3 separate regions of the Sus scrofa genome follow, and all the other regions are linked to region 3. Evidence: chromatin contacts called from public HiChIP or PLAC-seq data. All regions are on one chromosome and are shown on one strand. Each heading gives the region's core, a stretch centred on a gene start, on an enhancer-like site or on the middle of the called end of the contact. The rest is flanking DNA. Distances are from core to core; before and after follow the strand shown. Region 1 overlaps BATF (basic leucine zipper ATF-like transcription factor). Region 2 has its middle 31 kb from the start of BATF. Region 3 has its middle 25 kb from the start of FOS.

Region 1 (3,034 bases), core at 330-2,829, 220 kb before region 3:
ATGCCGCCTTGTATTGATCAAAGTTCTGAAGCCTCTAAGAACTCTAAATTCAAATCCCGCCCTCCAGGCTGTTATGAGGATGTATTTGCCAAGGCAGGAGAAAAGAACCTATTTTAACATATCTACATATTTTATAAGCTTAATGTATAATATGTAAGTATTTAGACATGCAGTATTGGCCTCCGTTTGTACTCTTGTCCCAGGCCCTGCAAATATTAAGGGCAAACCTGCTCCTGCTCCACACACCCATTTTGTTTGGTCTGCAGAGTGTTTTAAAAATCAGAGGATTATTGCAGAAATTCTGATTTGGGCTTTGATGAACGGATGAATGGAAGACATGGTAGTTCTGGGCCTGAATTCCATGGCTGCATGGAATAGAACCCAGGGCCAGCTCGCTGCTTTAAGCAGCACTCACGCTTCCACTTGCCACACTCCCCACCACTCCCAACTGTCCTACAGCCAGTGAGTTTCATGTATTAATAGTACCTGCCTGGGCCTTTGAGGCATTTGAGTGTGGGTCAGTGGTCCACCAGCCTGAGGGAGCTAGCCCTGTCATCGGCAAGAGGCTGGGGGGACAGACCTGGGTGGTAGGAAATCTGCGGTCAAGGTTCTGGAAGTTGAGATCTATTTATAGCTGCCCCTCCAATTTCCTGTGTGGAGATGAAGTCAGCTTTGGCATTCACCCTAGTCAGACTGATCAGAAAGGAGAAGTGGAACTGCCTGGGGTCATTAGAAAGTAAAGAATGAAAGGGGAAGAGAAGTCCTTGCTGAGAGACGGGAGTAGCACACGTGAGCCCCGCATTTCTGGTTCTGGCTCTGAATGTCATTCAGACGATGCCCAGCACTGGTCATGTGCCTTCGGCGGGGGTTTCTGGGGGGAAATCACAGCACTAGAGCAGGGGTGGGGAGGAAAAAAGCTCTGATTGGAAGGAGGCCCGTGAGAGGCCTGGCCCGGGCTGAACTAGCTCTAAAGACAGCTGGGCCTGAAGTGTTGCTTCCAGACTGCAAAAGAAAAACACCTTCCAGTCAATGCAGGCCACATCTGAGGGACCACTGGCTTGGCTTTGCCGGTTAACACAGGGGTGGGAAGGAACAACAGAGTGTGAGCTACCAGAAGTCAGACCCTGAAGGGAAATGATGAGAGACCCTCCTTGCCTTAGCCCCTCACCATGCACCCCAGTCTTTGCTGGGTCTGTGCACTGGAAGAGGAGTCCCATGTACCAAGTTGTATTGGGAGACCAAAGGTTAAAATGCAGGACTCATTGGAAGCAATGCTGATACCCCGGGAAGGCCCTCTGGGCTGACTCTAACAAGCTCTGAGCCTTCTCACATTCTGGGCATCCATGGGCATCAGCTTCAGGGGTGAGGGAAGGGGTGAGGGGCCCCCCCAGTGGTGGTGTGCCTTCAGAGGCCCTTGGCTTGGACTCCTTCCCTCTGTGGGCCACAAGGGGGTCAGGTGTCCATGTGCCAGCCTTTCCAGGCCTCTGAAGAGTTAAGTAATGACACTAGCCTCGCACTGGCACAGTCCAGGGGAGGCCCAGAGCCAGAAACTTGACTCAAGCCAGCCAGAGCTGTGGGCAGGCAGGCTGGAGACCAGCCTGCCTCTCTCTTTCCCCTGTGCTCATAGCCTCCCAAGATGACCACTTACAGGGGGGCAGCAGGTGGTAGCAGCCCCTCTGAAGGACCAAGGGATGAGACGGGGAGACCAGAGGGGCTGCATCTGACACCTTCCATGGCAATCCCTGTGGCTTTTGGCTCAGCAGGGGCTGTGCATGTGGGCAGGCCCTGCTGGGGCTCTTGGACAGTGACGTGATGTGGTTCAGGCCAGAGGGCATGGCCTGGGGACCTCAGAAGAGCAGGGGGACTGGAGCACACTGATTTCAGCTCTGCCAAAATTGGTGGATGGGAAGTCCTGAAGACAACCCTGTGTTACTTGAGCCACCGCTGCCCTCAAACCATGCTCAAAACAGCAGCCTGCAGAGCCTCATGGACACAGGCAGAGGTGTGCGTGCTTTACCACAGCATCCCAGGGGAGGTGGAGTCTTCAGCTGGGCAGGGAGTGCCCATGTCCCCAAACCATGTTGTCCCAGGAGAGCCTGAGGAAAGCACCCCTTTACATGTGGGGGGGTTCCTGGCGTTGCTAGAATTCCTGGCGCAGAGCCAACAGCACACAGCATCACCCAGTGCAGGCCGCCTGGACCCGTGGGAGCAAGTGCAGTCCCGGCAGAGGAGGGTGTCAATCCAAGGACCATCCTACCCCACCAGCCTGGCCCTGGTCCTTCTGCCGTCTAGAGAATGAGCCTAGAAAGGTCTAGGCTGACCATCTAGAAAGCATGAGGCAGCGAGGAATGGAAAGTTCAAGGTCACAGTGAGATGATTTAGGGAGGAGAATCAAGAAGCTACCTAGAAGGAGGATTGACGATTCTTTGTGAAAACCCAGCTTGCCAAGTAGCTTCACAGACCGCAGGAAAGAAGCAATGGCCGTAAAGCCTCCCAAGCGTTAAAGGCTCCTGAGGCCAAGAAAACAAACAGAACAAACAACAGCAACAACACAACAACCCCAGCTCCACAGAATGAAGGTTTCAAGCCCTTGCCAGAATGGCTTCTTTTCAGACTTTTATAGAGAAAAATAACCCCGCCCTCCTTTCCCCCTGGACGGGGCCTCCCACCCCACCAAGGTCCAGCCCAGGCCTCCCAGCAGGCAACACACTGCCCTGCGGCCACACATGCTTCCAGGTGCCACGTCCTGTGTTCAATCCTGGTCCAAGGCGTCGGGCTTCGGGTCTCCAGGCGGGGAGAGGACGCTGAGGGACAAGGGCCGCCGCCGGGCCACAGTCTGTGTGCCCCTCCTGAGGCCTGGGAGCAGCTGGGGTGGGGGCTCTGCCAGCCCTGCCTCTCGGGGAGCTCAGGGTTGGAAGCGCGGGGAGCTGACGTGCGGCTGGTGGAAGGCATGGGCGCTGTACACCACCTCGGGGGGCGAGGGCGCGCCGGCGGCCAGCACGGAACACAGGGGCTCGTGGCTGCTCAGCACCGA
Region 2 (2,816 bases), core at 220-2,719, 160 kb before region 3:
CCTGTGACTGAGCTTGAAGTTAATGGAATTTGGACAGAGTTGATAAGTGCCACTTCCAGGCCTGGTCCATGTTCTTTGCTCACTTACCAGCTAAATGCAGAGGACTCCAAAGCCCTCAGGGAGCAGAGAACCACAAGATAGAAGGAGTTGGGGTCCCTGAATCACCATGTGGAAGACCCGCCACCAAAGGGGAATGCTCTCATGAGTTATTGCATTGATGAGAAATATAGTTCTATTACCCAAAGCCACAGAGATTTGGGTTTATCTGTTGTGGCAACTAGCATTACCTTAACTTAAAACTGAATAGAGTGGGGGTAAAGTATTCCAAATTAATAAAAACGAGCTAACCTCGAAGGCAGCAGGCAATCAGACAGGAAAGAACAGAGGCTCCAGAGCCAAACCAATGAAATTAAACTCTGGTTCTATGTTTCCTAGCTGTGTGACCTTGTGTGAATTGCTTAATCTCTCTGAATCTTAGCTTCTTCATTTATAAAAGGAAGATAACATCTTCCTTGAACAGTTGCAGTAACTATTAAATAAATAGCAGCTAGAATGGTTTCTAAGACATAAAAGGCTTATTAAATAGTAAATCCCTTTATGTAAGGGTTTGTAAGTATTCTTACAATGACATTTAACTTAATATACTTTGGTAACTGGTAACAGTAACAATGAAAATCAAAATTTATTGAGAACTAATTATATTCCAGGCACTGATCTAATCATTCGCATGTATTGATGAATTCTATCCTCCCAGCCCTATGAATTAGGCACTGTTGCCCCACCCCTCCATTTTATAGATGAAGAAACTGAGGCACAGAGGTGTTAAGTAATGTGTTCAAGTGATAAGTGGTAGATCAGGGTTTAAATCCAGGCAGGTATGGTAATGATTCCTTGTTACAGATGAAGGAACAGAGAAGTGACACAATTTGCCTAAAGCCACACAATCTCAAAGCGTCCCAGGGTGGGGGCCCTGGAACCAGCCTTAACTGATTGTTATTCTGTAGGAGTTCAGAGTGTTCTCGGACTGTGAGAAGCACCGTCTTTTTGCGTTTCAGCAGGTGTGCTGGTGGCTTTTGCAGTAATGATACTGACCAAAACCATATACTGCTTTGATCAACTATTAGAAAGAAGCAGGTGAGCATGCTCCAGTGCCCTTCCACTGATGAAACTCAAGCCCTCTGGCTGTGTAATCAAGGCCAAGGGGCTCTTGCTTTCACAAAATTGACATTTTCACAAGAGCTTCTTCTTCTTCTCCTTCCCCTTCCTCTTCCTCTAATTCTTAATCTTCTCCTCTTTCTCCTTCTTCTTCTTTTTCGGCCACTCTGTGGCATGCATATAGGGATCAGATCAAATCTGAGCCACCATTGCCACCTATGCTGCTGCTGTAGCAACACTGGATCCTTAAGCCACTGTGCCTGCCTGGGGATCATGTCTCATCCCAGTGCTCCACGCTGCTGATCCTGTTGCACTACAGTGGAAACTCCTTTCACAAGAGCCTTAAAGAAGCTTACACTGGAGCAAGTCATCCAGTGTAGTAAGGATGCTCAGCCTTGGTGGGGGCGGGAGAGGGAGAGGGTTCAAAGAAATGAGCCTTAAGAAGGCAAATTTGGGAGTTCGCTTGTGGCATAGTGGGTTAAGGATCTGGGGTTGTCACTGCAGTGGTTCAGGTTGCTGCTATGGCTTGGGTTCGATCCCTGGCCCAGAAACTTCTGCATGCAATGGGAGTAGCTGATAAAAGGAATAAGTCCCTTAAAAGGGTTTTGGTCATTGGACTTGCTGAGGTCTCAAATGACCACCAGAGGGCAGCAAAGACACTGGTCCGAGAAAGCAGAGTCCATTTGAGGTTCTCCTAGAACCACCCTCAAAGGATGGGAGGTAGAGAGGAAAAATGAGAAAGGGCCTCCTTCATCACCCAAAAAGCACCCCCTAGACATGGAATCCTCAGCCATTTAAGAGAGAATGGTGTGAGCCTCATGGGAAGTCCATTGCAGCATTATTGACAATGGCCAAGACATGGAAGCAGCCTAAATGTCTATCAATAGAGGATTGGATAAAGAAGTTGTGGTACATATACATATGATGAACTATTACTCAGACATAAGAAAAGAATGGAATAATGTCATTGCAGGAATATGGATGGACATAGAGATTATCATACAAATGAAGTAAGTCTGACAGAGAAAGAAAAATATCATACGAGATCACTAATAGGTAGAATCTGATAAAAAAGGATGCAAAATAACTTATTCACAAAATAGATACAGACTCAAAGATTTCAAAACCAAACTTAGGGTTACCAAAGGAGGGGAGGGATGGATTGGCATATACTCACTACTATATACAAAGTCGATCTGTAGCAAGGACCTACTGCATAGTTCAGTACTCTGATGGCCTCTGTGGGGAAAGAATCTGAAAGAAAGAATGGCTATATATGTATGGGTATGGCTGATTCACTTTGCTGTACACCTGAAACAAACACAATGTTGTAAGTCACCTACACACCAATAACATTTTTTTAAAAAAAAGAAAGGAAGAGAATGGGCTTTGACCTTGTTCTTCAGATAATGTAACTAACACATGGTAATGGCAGAAAAATTGGAAAATATGGAAACCTATTGATCAAACTATTATAATCCCACCCCTGGGAGAAAAATTGCCCTAGGTTAATATTTTAATGAATATCTTTCCGGGTAGATGTAGAAACAGATAGATTTAAATATATACATACACACATAGATATACATTTACCTATATTTTGGCTTAATGAAACTGCTATCAGGATCCTGGCATTGTGAGATTGGTTCCAGACCCTGCAA
Region 3 (3,185 bases), core at 439-2,938:
GCTCATTCTCTGCCCCCAAATACATCAAACGAACAAACAAAAAATCCATCTATCTGTGTTCAAGACCCGGTAAACTTCGACCCAGCTTTGTGTTGTAACTGTACCATTTCCCTTCATGAAATTTGAGAGGTTATGTTTTGACATTGTTTCATTTTGTTTCATTTCCTCTTGTTGGGTGGGCTTAACTGGTTTCTCAATTTAGGCAGGGCAAAAGGGAGAAGTATTTTAAATGGCTGTGACAGTCCGAATTGGTCATACCTTCTGGTCTCTGAGAATAAGCCCCAAATTCTCATCTACTCTCCTAAAATATTTGGGTTTTTTCCACATCCTCTAACTGCCAAATATAATCCCTTCCTTCGTTTCTTCAAAGCTCCCCCCTTTCTCCTTTCAACGTGTCTCCTGGCATTTGGGTACCTAAAAAAAATGAATTGTGAAATAACACCTTAATCACATTTCACGTTCTTGTGCTGCATTCCTGTTCACTACACGCTTTCATGCCTGTTCTTCCTCATTGGCTGAAGGAAGACATGCCCCCTTAATGGATGACACAGCAGAGGCCCAGCCAGGTGAACAAGCACGCCCTGGGTGTCAGCCTCCCAGCAAATGTCACCGTCTCCTGGTACAACGAGAAGACTGTCTTTAACTGAGGTAGATATATATGCATAACATAAATATGCCTAACATAGAGTTTATCACTGTAACCATTTTAAAGTTACCGTTAAAACTGTGGTGCAACCATGGCCACCACCCATCTCCGGATCCCTTTTCATCTTCCCAAACTGCAGCTCCATCCTGGTTAAAGAGTAACTCCCCATCCTCCCCTCCCACCATCCCACTTTCTGACTCTCTGAAGTGACTGCTCTAGAAACGTCATAGCTTATGGGATTGTCCTTTTGTATGACAGATGGATTAGCAGCAAGATTTCTGGAGGAAGTTCCCAAGATTCTCTTCTCCATTGGCGTTTCTTTTGGCTAATGTTGCACTTTAGCCAGAAAGAGAGCCTCTTCTTTATTCTACCGGAACCCACTCTCATGGACACAAACACCTTTTAGGCCCTGCCCTGAAAAACAGAATTTTCTAACATTTTGTTTTCTCAGAATGCTATTCATTCTTCCAGGAAATGACTTGAAGTGTGGTCATCAGGAAAAGAAGAAAAAAAAGAAAAAAAAAAAAAAAAAAGAAAAAAACACACCATAAAGAAACTCCTGGAGAAGGACTTAGGACATGTTCCTGGGCCACCTCGGAAGTTCCCAAAGGCCCCTCTCTCCTCCACTGACCACTGTGTGTGTGTGTATGTATTATTTTTGTCTTTTTGTTTTAAAGAACTCTGTGATCCACTTCAATTCATGTTTTGCCCAGAAAGCTAACACAGCTGCAAATCCTTTCTGCCCGGAAAGCCTTCCAGCTTTTCCAGAGGCTTCTTTGCTGTTTCAGTGGCCACTTCCCTCCCTCTCAGGCCAGCCAGCCTCTCTGAGCCCATTGCCCCCCACCCCTTGGGGCTGACCCCACCTTCTGAGAGAAGAAGCCACTCCCTAGAAGTGACTGTGCTGTCTCTGTGGGTTTCTATCACTTGAAGAAGCACAGCCCCTTCCCTCCCCATCCCCCGCCTCCCAGGGGCACCCCAGCCCCCACGTCGGGCTTCCCCCTCGGAGATCTGGCTCTGCTGCCTGCTGGTAAACGGCTGGCCGTCCCCATGACAACGACATGGCCCAGAGCCTGGATGACGCCAGGCCTGACTCTTCTCCCAGCCTCACCCACGTCTGTTTGTTTGGGTTCCAGCTGCTTTTGTTGGGCTTCGTTTTGCTTGTCCGTTTGAGGCAGCTTCATTGCCGATTGGCTCCAGGGGGCTGCGCTTGGATTCCCTGGGGTTCTGGGAAGTCAGCCTCCTGCCTGGGCAGGAATTTCCTGGCACCGTGGGGTATTTCCCCATCATAATAACAAGATCTAGAAGAGCCCTTCATGCAAGGCAGAGCCCACAGGAAGCCTGGGCATCAGATAATACACTAATACTCTGCTCCCCCAGGCAACTTCAGGGCACTGTTACTAACCCAACTGTGTGCCACGCTCCTGATGACAAGTGGGCCTGTTGTTTGATGAAATGAAGGAAACGTGACAACGTGTTAGCAGAAGAGTCCAGGTGTGCAGAAACATCAAAAATAAACCGAGGATGAAGAAGAGACAGCTGTATGGATTTTGAGGAACAGTGAAGTGAATGTGGTGACAGACATCCCAAGTGACTCTTTTTGTTTGTTTGTTTGTTTTTTGTTAGGGCTGCACCTGCAGCCTATGGAAGTTCCCAGGCTAAAGGTCTAATCAGAGCTGCAGCTGCCGACCTACACCACAGCCACTACAATGCCAGATCCTTAACCCACTGAAGGAGCCCAGGGATGGAACCTGCATCCTCATGGATACTAGTCGGGTCCATTACTGCTGAGCCACAACGGAAACTCCCAAGTGACGCCTCGCCTCATCATTTGGGGTGGTTTTGCCTTTATTATTTGGACAGTGCAGAAGCCGGAATCTGGAACATTGTTTACAACTAATTTGAAAACATACCTTCTAGCCTTTTATCATTTCATCAGGTTTTTTGTTTGTTTGTTTTTCCACCCTGCGGCATATGGAGTTCAGATTAGAGCCGTGGTTGCGATTCACATTGCAATGCCAGATCCTCTAACCCACTGTGCCAGGGCTGGGAATTGAACCTGCATCCTGGCATTGCAGAGACACCACCAATCCCATTGTGCCACAGCAGGAACTCCTCATCAGATTTTTATCTCTCGAATAACTCATTTTAGGAGTTCCCTGGTGGCTCAGTGAGGTAAGGATCCGGTGTTGTCACTGCTGTGGCTCTGGTTCCAGCTGTGGTACTGGTTCGATCCCTGGCCCCAGGGACTTCCACATGCCATAGGTGCAGCCAAAAAAAAAAAAAAAAAAAAAAAAAAAAAAACAAGCAAACAAACAAACTCACTTGGCTTTAGAGCTCCTGAGTTTATCCCAGATCCTCTGATTTCTGACATAAAAGGTCCATCTCTTGCCTTGACCTTTGAAGCAGTGTCAGGGCCGCCTCAGCTCCTCATCTATAAAATGGGGCTAAATAATGCCCACCAGCCAGGTCATCCCATACTTAGCTCAGCTCTGCCACTTACTGGGCTGCTAACATCATCATCAGCTCCTACCTATGCCTT

What was found. HiChIP or PLAC-seq counts read pairs in DNA pulled down with a chosen protein or histone mark.
Region 1: a contact with region 3 is called in an H3K27ac HiChIP or PLAC-seq map of alveolar macrophages, with 4 times the contacts expected there. The contact joins two enhancer-like sites. A contact is called at or near these places in 13 of 47 Hi-C or Micro-C datasets (adipocytes, alveolar macrophages, brain and 9 more) and 2 of 2 datasets of contacts at active chromatin or transcription factors (alveolar macrophages and skeletal muscle).
Region 2: an H3K27ac HiChIP or PLAC-seq map of alveolar macrophages shows a contact between it and region 3, with 5 times the contacts expected there. The contact joins two enhancer-like sites. A contact is called at or near these places in 1 of 5 promoter capture datasets (liver), 33 of 47 Hi-C or Micro-C datasets (adipocytes, alveolar macrophages, blood and 16 more) and 2 of 2 datasets of contacts at active chromatin or transcription factors (alveolar macrophages and skeletal muscle).

The regions. Positions count from the first base shown.
Region 1 is chr7:98,691,771-98,694,804 of Sscrofa11.1, reverse strand. It overlaps BATF (basic leucine zipper ATF-like transcription factor), which reads right to left. Exons shown (of 3, transcript NM_001244571.1): 3 at 2,575-3,034. The coding sequence ends at 2,906. Among named protein-coding and RNA genes, the nearest start is that of BATF, 23 kb to the right of the region's middle. Within about 2 kb of position 1,579, at least 34 of the 83 cell types and tissues checked have an H3K27ac peak or open chromatin away from gene starts, as enhancers often do. A contact at or near this core is called in alveolar macrophages, brain, fetal skeletal muscle and 4 more, where this site is marked.
Region 2 is chr7:98,637,809-98,640,624 of Sscrofa11.1, reverse strand. No RefSeq gene overlaps it. Among named protein-coding and RNA genes, the nearest start is that of BATF, 31 kb to the left of the region's middle. Within about 2 kb of position 1,469, at least 1 of the 83 cell types and tissues checked has an H3K27ac peak or open chromatin away from gene starts, as enhancers often do. A contact at or near this core is called in alveolar macrophages, where this site is marked.
Region 3 is chr7:98,473,029-98,476,213 of Sscrofa11.1, reverse strand. No RefSeq gene overlaps it. Among named protein-coding and RNA genes, the nearest start is that of FOS, 25 kb to the right of the region's middle. Within about 2 kb of position 1,688, at least 42 of the 83 cell types and tissues checked have an H3K27ac peak or open chromatin away from gene starts, as enhancers often do. A contact at or near this core is called in alveolar macrophages, brain, fetal skeletal muscle and 4 more, where this site is marked.